Regions from separate parts of the Mus musculus genome. Here region 1 is linked to region 2. A link is a contact called in public HiChIP or PLAC-seq data. All regions are on one chromosome and are shown on one strand. The core of a region is the stretch at or near the end of the contact, and the rest is flanking DNA. Distances in the headings are between cores, read along the strand shown.

The links. HiChIP or PLAC-seq counts read pairs in DNA pulled down with a chosen protein or histone mark.
Region 1: a contact with region 2 is called in an H3K27ac HiChIP or PLAC-seq map of extraembryonic endoderm stem cells. The contact joins two enhancer-like sites. A contact is called at or near these places in 2 of 484 Hi-C or Micro-C datasets (extraembryonic endoderm stem cells and nephron progenitors), 3 of 115 datasets of contacts at active chromatin or transcription factors (CD8 T cells, differentiating embryonic stem cells and extraembryonic endoderm stem cells) and 1 of 9 other capture datasets (adipose tissue).

What each region holds. Positions count from the first base shown.
Region 1 is chr14:72,844,190-72,847,887 of GRCm38.p6, reverse strand. All of the region lies in intron 1 of Gm4606 (NADH dehydrogenase [ubiquinone] 1 alpha subcomplex assembly factor 4), which reads left to right. Among named protein-coding and RNA genes, the nearest start is that of Gm41206, 5.8 kb to the left of the region's middle. Within about 2 kb of position 1,452, at least 26 of the 459 cell types and tissues checked have an H3K27ac peak or open chromatin away from gene starts, as enhancers often do. A contact at or near this core is called in extraembryonic endoderm stem cells, where this site is marked.
Region 2 is chr14:72,648,639-72,652,464 of GRCm38.p6, reverse strand. It overlaps Fndc3a (fibronectin type III domain containing 3A), which reads left to right. Exons shown (of 26, transcript NM_207636.2): 3 at 374-449. Among named protein-coding and RNA genes, the nearest start is that of Fndc3a, 59 kb to the left of the region's middle. Within about 2 kb of position 1,769, at least 7 of the 459 cell types and tissues checked have an H3K27ac peak or open chromatin away from gene starts, as enhancers often do. A contact at or near this core is called in extraembryonic endoderm stem cells, where this site is marked.

The DNA.
Region 1 (3,698 bases), core at 203-2,702, 200 kb before region 2:
GGAGTGTCCTGACAATCTTGGTAATGGTTGACAGAGAAGTAAACACAAGCTGCCCTCTAGTCTTTTAATTCCCAAGTGGTAATTACTGTGAGACAGCTCTTAGCCACCTTCAGAAAAATCTGCCTGTACAGTCACAAGATACGGTATGCAAACCAAACCAAACCATCAAACAACAAAAGCAAGCGAATCTTGGAATGTTCTCCGTTAAATGCCAGCCGCAGATTGAACCATCTGTAGCTCTCGTGCTTCAAACTCCTCCTCCATTCCTATCCCAGGGTGTTTTGTTTACGGCCCACCCTCCCTTTACCTTTTGTCCTGCAAACCCAGAAGTCATCTTCTGCTCCTTACAGATTGGCAATGGCCACACCAAAGGTCAGGGTCCATTGTTGAGAGAGGAAGTACGACAAGCATACTAGCCTCAGCTAACATCTATTGAGCCCCTTTTCTGGGACTTGTTAGATACTGATAAAACTTCCCAACAATTCTCTGAGATAGGATTATTCCATTTGAAGATAAAGATGCAAAATCTCGAAGAGGTAAGCAGCTCACCGCGGGGCAGGGGGAGTGGATGGGGTGGGGTGAGTGGGGTGGGTCATATCAAATCGCAATTCAAAGCCAATCTGATTATCAGTTCCCTAACCGTAAAATGTTCAAGGAGCGGTGTGTTTACTGTTTCCGGTACCGCCGTCCTTTTTCTTTTCTTCATATTATTCACTCTTGTTGGCCCGTGCTGCTAATGTTATAGTTAATTTACGCAAACACAGAAGGTAATATGCCAAAGCTACTTTCATCAAGGCTTTCATCAGCCAATGGCTATCTAGGGATTAGACAAAGGTACCCGCCCCTTGTTTTGGGTGCTCAGATCTAGGCCAGGTATTTTCAGGGTTTCGGACGCTTATTTAAAGAACTGAAAAGAAGGGCTCACAGAGACGTGCAAGCAGTAGCATCGGTTAGAAAAGAAGGCATTTTGAACATTGATATCAGACCACGTGTTGTGGGTTCTCAAGGTACTCGCATTGCATTGTGGGATCTAAAGGAAGGAGAGACTGGTTACTAAGCGGAGCAGTTTGGGTGGTTCTCAATTTTGACTGATAGGTTATGTCACATAGCTACTCCTTTTTCCTACTGTGCGTGTCTTTTCCTATAGTGCATCTCATTTTTAAAATCGTGTGAACACCCGAATAAGCACAGGCCTAGGATGGTAAATAATCTTGGGGATTCATTTTGAGGACAGTTTTCCTTACTGCACAAGTATCCCACGCCAATTCCAGCCAGACTGGCCTTTCCGGCCTATCTTATACTAAGATACACGGGTAATGTACTCTAATAGACACTATCTACATTGGATTGTAGTTAGGAAAGAAGAAACCTCCCCTCTCCCCGGAGGGGTGTACATGTAGCTCAATGTGCATGGGCGTGGGAGGTAAGGAGTCGGGGGTGGAGAGGCTGGGATTTCTAGTTGCATTTGTTCGGAGAGAGCTGTGTGTGCCTAGTATATGCAGGTAAAGAAGCTAGGCAATCCGGTGCATCATTAAAAGAGGGACACATACAAGCCCAATTCTGGCAGAGTCCCAGGTTGCTAAGGTGGTTCCTGGGCTAGCCTCCCTGCTTTGAGCCAATTCCCTGTGGCTTTCTTTGATGAATACCCTCAGGCAGGACTCAACCTCTGCTCTGCACAAAGAGGCTCTGGGCTTGCCAAAGTGGCTTGAATGGTGTTTACTTGCAAATACAGTCATTTTACATGACAGTCATATCGTGACATCGTAGGGTTGCACACCCGCTGTCTGTTTTCAACCAACAAAAACAGCCTCATCTAACACATTCATATGCATGTTTATGAAATCTTTTGCTCTGAGACTCAAGTCCCAAGAGATTTTTTTTGAATAAATACTAGAGAGCTGGGTGCTGTGGAATAAATTCATTAAACTTAATAACCCTTAATTGGTAGACATGTAGGAGAAAGCTCTGTGTGCCTGATACAAGCATGTTCCTGAGAGAGAGAGAGAGAGAGAGAGAGAGAGAGAGAGAGAGAGAGAGAGCAGGATATTGCTATTAGGGAAATACATCTAATCAATACAGCTTGCCTGGATACAACTCAGGCTGGTGGGTAAAGGCAAGCACTGGTCTCTGCTGGGTCTGCTTTGAAAGCAGTGGCCTCATTCTGACCCTGATGTTAATCTTTTTCTCATTTAACCAAGAGTTATGCTGCTTGTCACTTGCCACATATAGCCACTAATGTAGAAAACTGAAGAATTTGCTTTGTTATGAGGAAAACCCTTATCACTAAGCAAGTTTCTAGGATTTATATCAGAAAATAAAATCTCCTCTGAACACATAATAGAAGCTAGTCATTTGGCATGCCAATATCCCTATATTAAATTATATTAGAGTCTTTATTTTTCAAGGAGTATTAGGTCAAGCTGTCTTATCAAAATCTAATTGAGTGAAAAGTTCTTTCTATCTGCCAGGAACCGAGAGTATGTTTCCCATTGGCATAAAACCGGTGCCTCTGAGGTGAACCTTCAGAGCTCACGTAATAGTGGCCTCCATTTTGGATGGCACACACTCAGACTGCATAAATCTCAGGCTAGAAAACACCCCGGTGAACTATCACGGTTTTGCTAGCCTTCACTAACTGGATAATAGAGCTATAATTTAGTCTGAAGTGTGTATGGGGAGGATCCATGCTGGGAATGTGAGCCTCAGAGGGTGCAGCCATCATGCCACTAATAGGAAGCCACACTCCTGTCAGCAAAATCCTCTCAAGTGGAGAGCTTCCTTCAGGATACACTGTGCTGAGAGTTAAAAAGAAAAAAAAAGTTTGTAAGAAAAGGAAGCAAATGTCAAACAGATAGCAGATTTATTTTCAGAGTTATGTAATACACACACACACACACACACACACACACACACACACACACACAAAGGCCTGCCACAGTGCAGAGTTGTCATGGTTACCTGATCTCTTATCAAACAGGAGAATCAAGCAGGGGAGGGAAACCTGGAAAATAGAGTAACCAGAGAGGCCTGAATCTTCAGAGAGCTCTTCTCCAACTGGGCTTGTTTGTGAGTGCTTAAAATAGGAGACACTTTCTGCTGCTTTAGCCAACGTTTTTAAGGAACTTATTTCGCTGTGTCGAATGGGGCTCTGTCCTGCTGTGTTTTTAGAAAGATGAAAACATGATGTCTAAAATGTCATTGTTCGCAGGGATCTCCACATGAACAATAACAAATGTACCTGTACATTTTGTTTTCTTCATGCACTAAAAGAAAACATCTTTAGAAATGCATAAAGTTTGCTTTGTTTTTTTTTAAAAAAAAAAAAAAACCTTAAATTTCACTACTTCAAATACTTCAAAGTATTTTTTGTGGGGGTTTCAGTTTTAAATTCTTTAAAAATTTCTAAAATCATTATTTTTTACCTTTCACTGTATGGGTGTTTTGCATGCACGTGTGTCTGTGTACCATGGCACCTATGGAGACCAGAAGAGAGAATTAGATCTCCCCTCCTCCCCAGAATTGGACTTATAAATGGTTGTAAACTCCATGTGAGTACTGGGAATAAAACCCAAGTCCTCTGGGAGAGCAACAAGTACTTTTAACCACCGAACATATCTCCAAACACAATCCACACACACAACAGCAGTTTACCAAGAAACAGGCAATCAGAATGCATATACGGTGGCAGTGTGCAAAGG
Region 2 (3,826 bases), core at 520-3,019:
AAATGATGAAATTAAATTCACATTTTCACATATAACTTTTTCTCTTAATTCAAGTAGAATCTCATTATCAGTTTATCAATTCCTAAGTGCTGTGTTAAAGTATAATATGTAATCCACAATTGTAAGGTTTGACTCCATCATTTTTACTGAAATTTTTTACTTCTCAGTAAATTTGCCATTAGCTTATTTTTTTCTTTTTGTTTTCTTTTTTCTAGCCTGATTATGACCTATTGAATACTAAAATAAGCACAATGTAGTATGTCCAGTTTTCTAAGGTTAATTAGCTCACATATGCTCAAGAACTAGCTGCACATTTTTCTATACTGATTGGTTCTTTTATTGTTTTGATGAATTCTTCTTCCGTTGTTTCCAGGTTATTCTGGTACAGGTTAATCCAGGGGAAGCCTTTACGATAAGAAGAGAAGATGGACAGTTTCAGTGCATTACAGGTAAGAGGAATAATTTGCTACATTCTGTAACAAGAGAAAATCTGCCTTCTATTTTTCCAGGTAGGTAACAGTGTGTACACTTGTGCGTTCTCCCTGTGTCACAATCACAAGCTTGAGTACTCCAGTCATTTAACTATTGCAGTAGAACTCTAATTAGTCTCTTTCTCCTTTTTTGATTGATCTAACTATAAAATTCTATTGTGTACATTTTATTAGTCAAAAAAAGTAAGTAACGCTAGCCAGGTCTTTCAGTCCTCCAAAGGTCCATTCTGTTTTCTAATATTGTTTTTATTTCCAGTGTGGCCTCAGGCTTTTCTTTTTAAGATCTACACTGTAGCTGTCTTCCTCAGGCTTTTTAAAGAGTCTGCTTGTTAACTGCAAACCTGTCTTGTCTAGTCAGCACGAGTTTCCTTCTCTAGGATTCACCCTTGTCACCTCATTCCAGGTGGTTCTAACCCAACTGCTTTAAACTCAGCTCAGATGTTTTCCCACGTTCACTGCAATCTTCCTTTATTGGACATCGCCTTAGCATTTTGGACTGGATATTTTTCAGCTATTGGGAGCCATCCTATGAATTGTAGTGGGTTTAGTAGAGTTCCCTGTCTTCTATACACTCGTTATTTCTTACCCTCCGAGATTCAGAACAAATAGAAATCTCTCCAGACATCACCATATCCCCTGAGAGGAGGAGCAAAGCAGCCTCCATTTAGTGAGCATTGTGTTCATATATGAAAATGAGGGCTACAGGAAGGTTAGGGTGGCCCCTTCATCCACTGTCACTAGTATCATAAAAGGGGAAACTTGGACAAGAGCGGATGTGGTATGATGACATATGATGAAGATTCAGGTCTTTGACTTGCTTAAATTCACTACCCAAAGATTGCCAACAAAGCCAGAGATAAGCAGTGTCATGGGACAGAAGTCCCCCTTTGTCCATCAGAACAAGCCAACCTTTCCAGCAGCTCAGTACCCTTATCACTGAGATAGTAAGATTCTGTCAGCAAACAGACAAACAAAAAGTCAGTGTCTTTGGAGTTAGAGAAGCTGAGTTAAACATTAGCTGTTTCTTAGTAGCTTGTTATAAGGTGCTGTGGGTTATTTAAGTTCAGTAATACATTTCGTATCAGTTCAGCTCTTGTTCCCATCAGTATTAGATCAGGGTAAGAATAACTGCCTTACTTGGGGTCTTATTGCTGTTTAGAGACACCGTGACCATGGCAGCTCTTATAAAGGAAAACATTTAATTGGGGCTGGCTTGTAGGTTAGATGTTTAGTCCATTATTGTCAAGGTGGGAAGCATGGTGGCATTCAGGTAGACAGGATGTTGGAGAGGTAGCTGAGGATTCTATATTTGGATTTGAAGGCAGCAGGAAGAGACAGTTAGCCACTAGGCCTGGCTTGAGCTTCTGAGAACTCAAAGCCCACCCCAGTGATATACTTTCTCTTACAAGGCCATGCTTACTCCAACAAGACCTTATAGTGCTACTCCCTGTGGGATTGTGGGGGGCATTTCCATTCAAACCACCACATTCATAAGCATACATTATACTTGAAACTGGACCTGTTACCTCTGCAGTACTCAGCAAATAGAGATATTGTGAGTTCTGGGTGTAACTGCTAAGAGAAGGTGAGCCCAGACTGCTTTGAAACCCCTTGATACCAGCTGTTGAGAAACTGACTTCCCAGGTGCCTTTGTACTGTACCTGCGTGCAACATTCCTTTTAGTTGTTAGGAAATTACGTATGTTATGTTTAATTTGAAGTGCTTATTTTACCTTTCAACTAGTACTAGTACCTGAACGCTTTGGATTTGTATTTTTTACAATTCTTTGTATCCTTTTTGGTTCTTACTACTACCTAATAGTCATGGCTTTAAATTAAAGAATCCATGGAGGTGGGTCACTCCCTACCTTGTTAACATCTAGACTGTAATACTTCTGAGGGTGAAGGACTCGTCACACTCTCTGATTAGCATTGGCTGTGATACCATAGGCTGACAGTTTTCAGTGCCCCTTTCCTATCACTACATAGCTGAGCCTGATGGTGAATCTTTTAAAATACCTTAGCCAGGAGTCACAAGTCAAACTTGGAACCCTACATGTATTAGAAATATCACTAAGTTAATCTAAAATATCTGTGCTGCAGTTGGGTAATACACAAATAATCAATATTCCTGAAAGGATCTAGACAAGAGAATATATAAGCAGTATAGACATTTAAAAAGCTTTGCCATCTTTACTAACTTTTCTTCAAATAGAATTTTTTGTTTTCACTATGAATCACATGGAATATAAATTTCTGATCACATAGCTTACTTGTGTGCCTTCCAGATTATTCATAAATATTAATCAAGAAAGCATTTTAATTAATATAATATTGATTTTCCCCAATACACTAGCAGATGAAAAAACAGATTGTTTTATTGTATTTTAAAATGTAGGGATGGCTTAATCTCAGAATGATAAACAGCTTGTATTTCAAGAGTCAGTTTGTGGCTGCATCCTGTAAGTTATCTCTTCATAACTCCTTTCATTTGATTTTAATATCTAGCAGCAACAGCCTCCTGCAGGACCTGAAGAGTTGTGTACTGTACAGACTGCCTCAGTGTTCACCAGACCTTAAGGGAGCTGACTCCTGTATCAGCATTCTGTACAAGGACACATTTCTGTGCTTTACTGGGGAACAGTCTTTTCTCTCTATAGTAGTAATAATAATAATAATAGTTGGAAACTTTATTTTTAAATTACTGCGTAGATTTTTTTAATGAAGGAAAAAGAATAAAGCTCTCTTATTTTATGTTTGCATCTGTCCAGAATTATCAAGTGTGTTGTCTAGTTTTATGCCAATTTGACACAAACTAGAGTCTTCTGTAAGGAAGACCTTCAATTGAGAAAATTCCTCTATAAGATCAGGCTGTAGGGCATTTTTCTAATTAGTGATTGATGGGGGAGGACCCAACATACAGTGAGTGGTGCCATCCCTGGGCTGGTGGTCCTGGGTTCTGTAAGAAAACAGGCTGAGCAAATCCTGAAGAGCAAGCCAGTAAGCAGCACTCCTTTGTTGCCTATAGATCTGCTTCCCACTTTAGGTCCCAGCCCTGTTTGAGTTCCTGTCCTGACTTCCTTAGCTGATAAACAGAAATATGGAAGCATAAGTTGAATAACCCCATTCTTCCCTAGTTTGCTTTTGGTCATGGTATTTCATCCCAGCAATAGAACCCATAACTAAGATGAGAGAGGTCTGCATGTGAAAGAGGAGAAGGAATAAGTGAAGACTGGTTTGGAGAGAAGCCTATAGGGAAAAAGTTAATGGATATTTGATCTCCTCTCCTCCCCTCTGTAAGACCCTTTCTGGATTTGAGCTGTAGAAAGAAGAAAG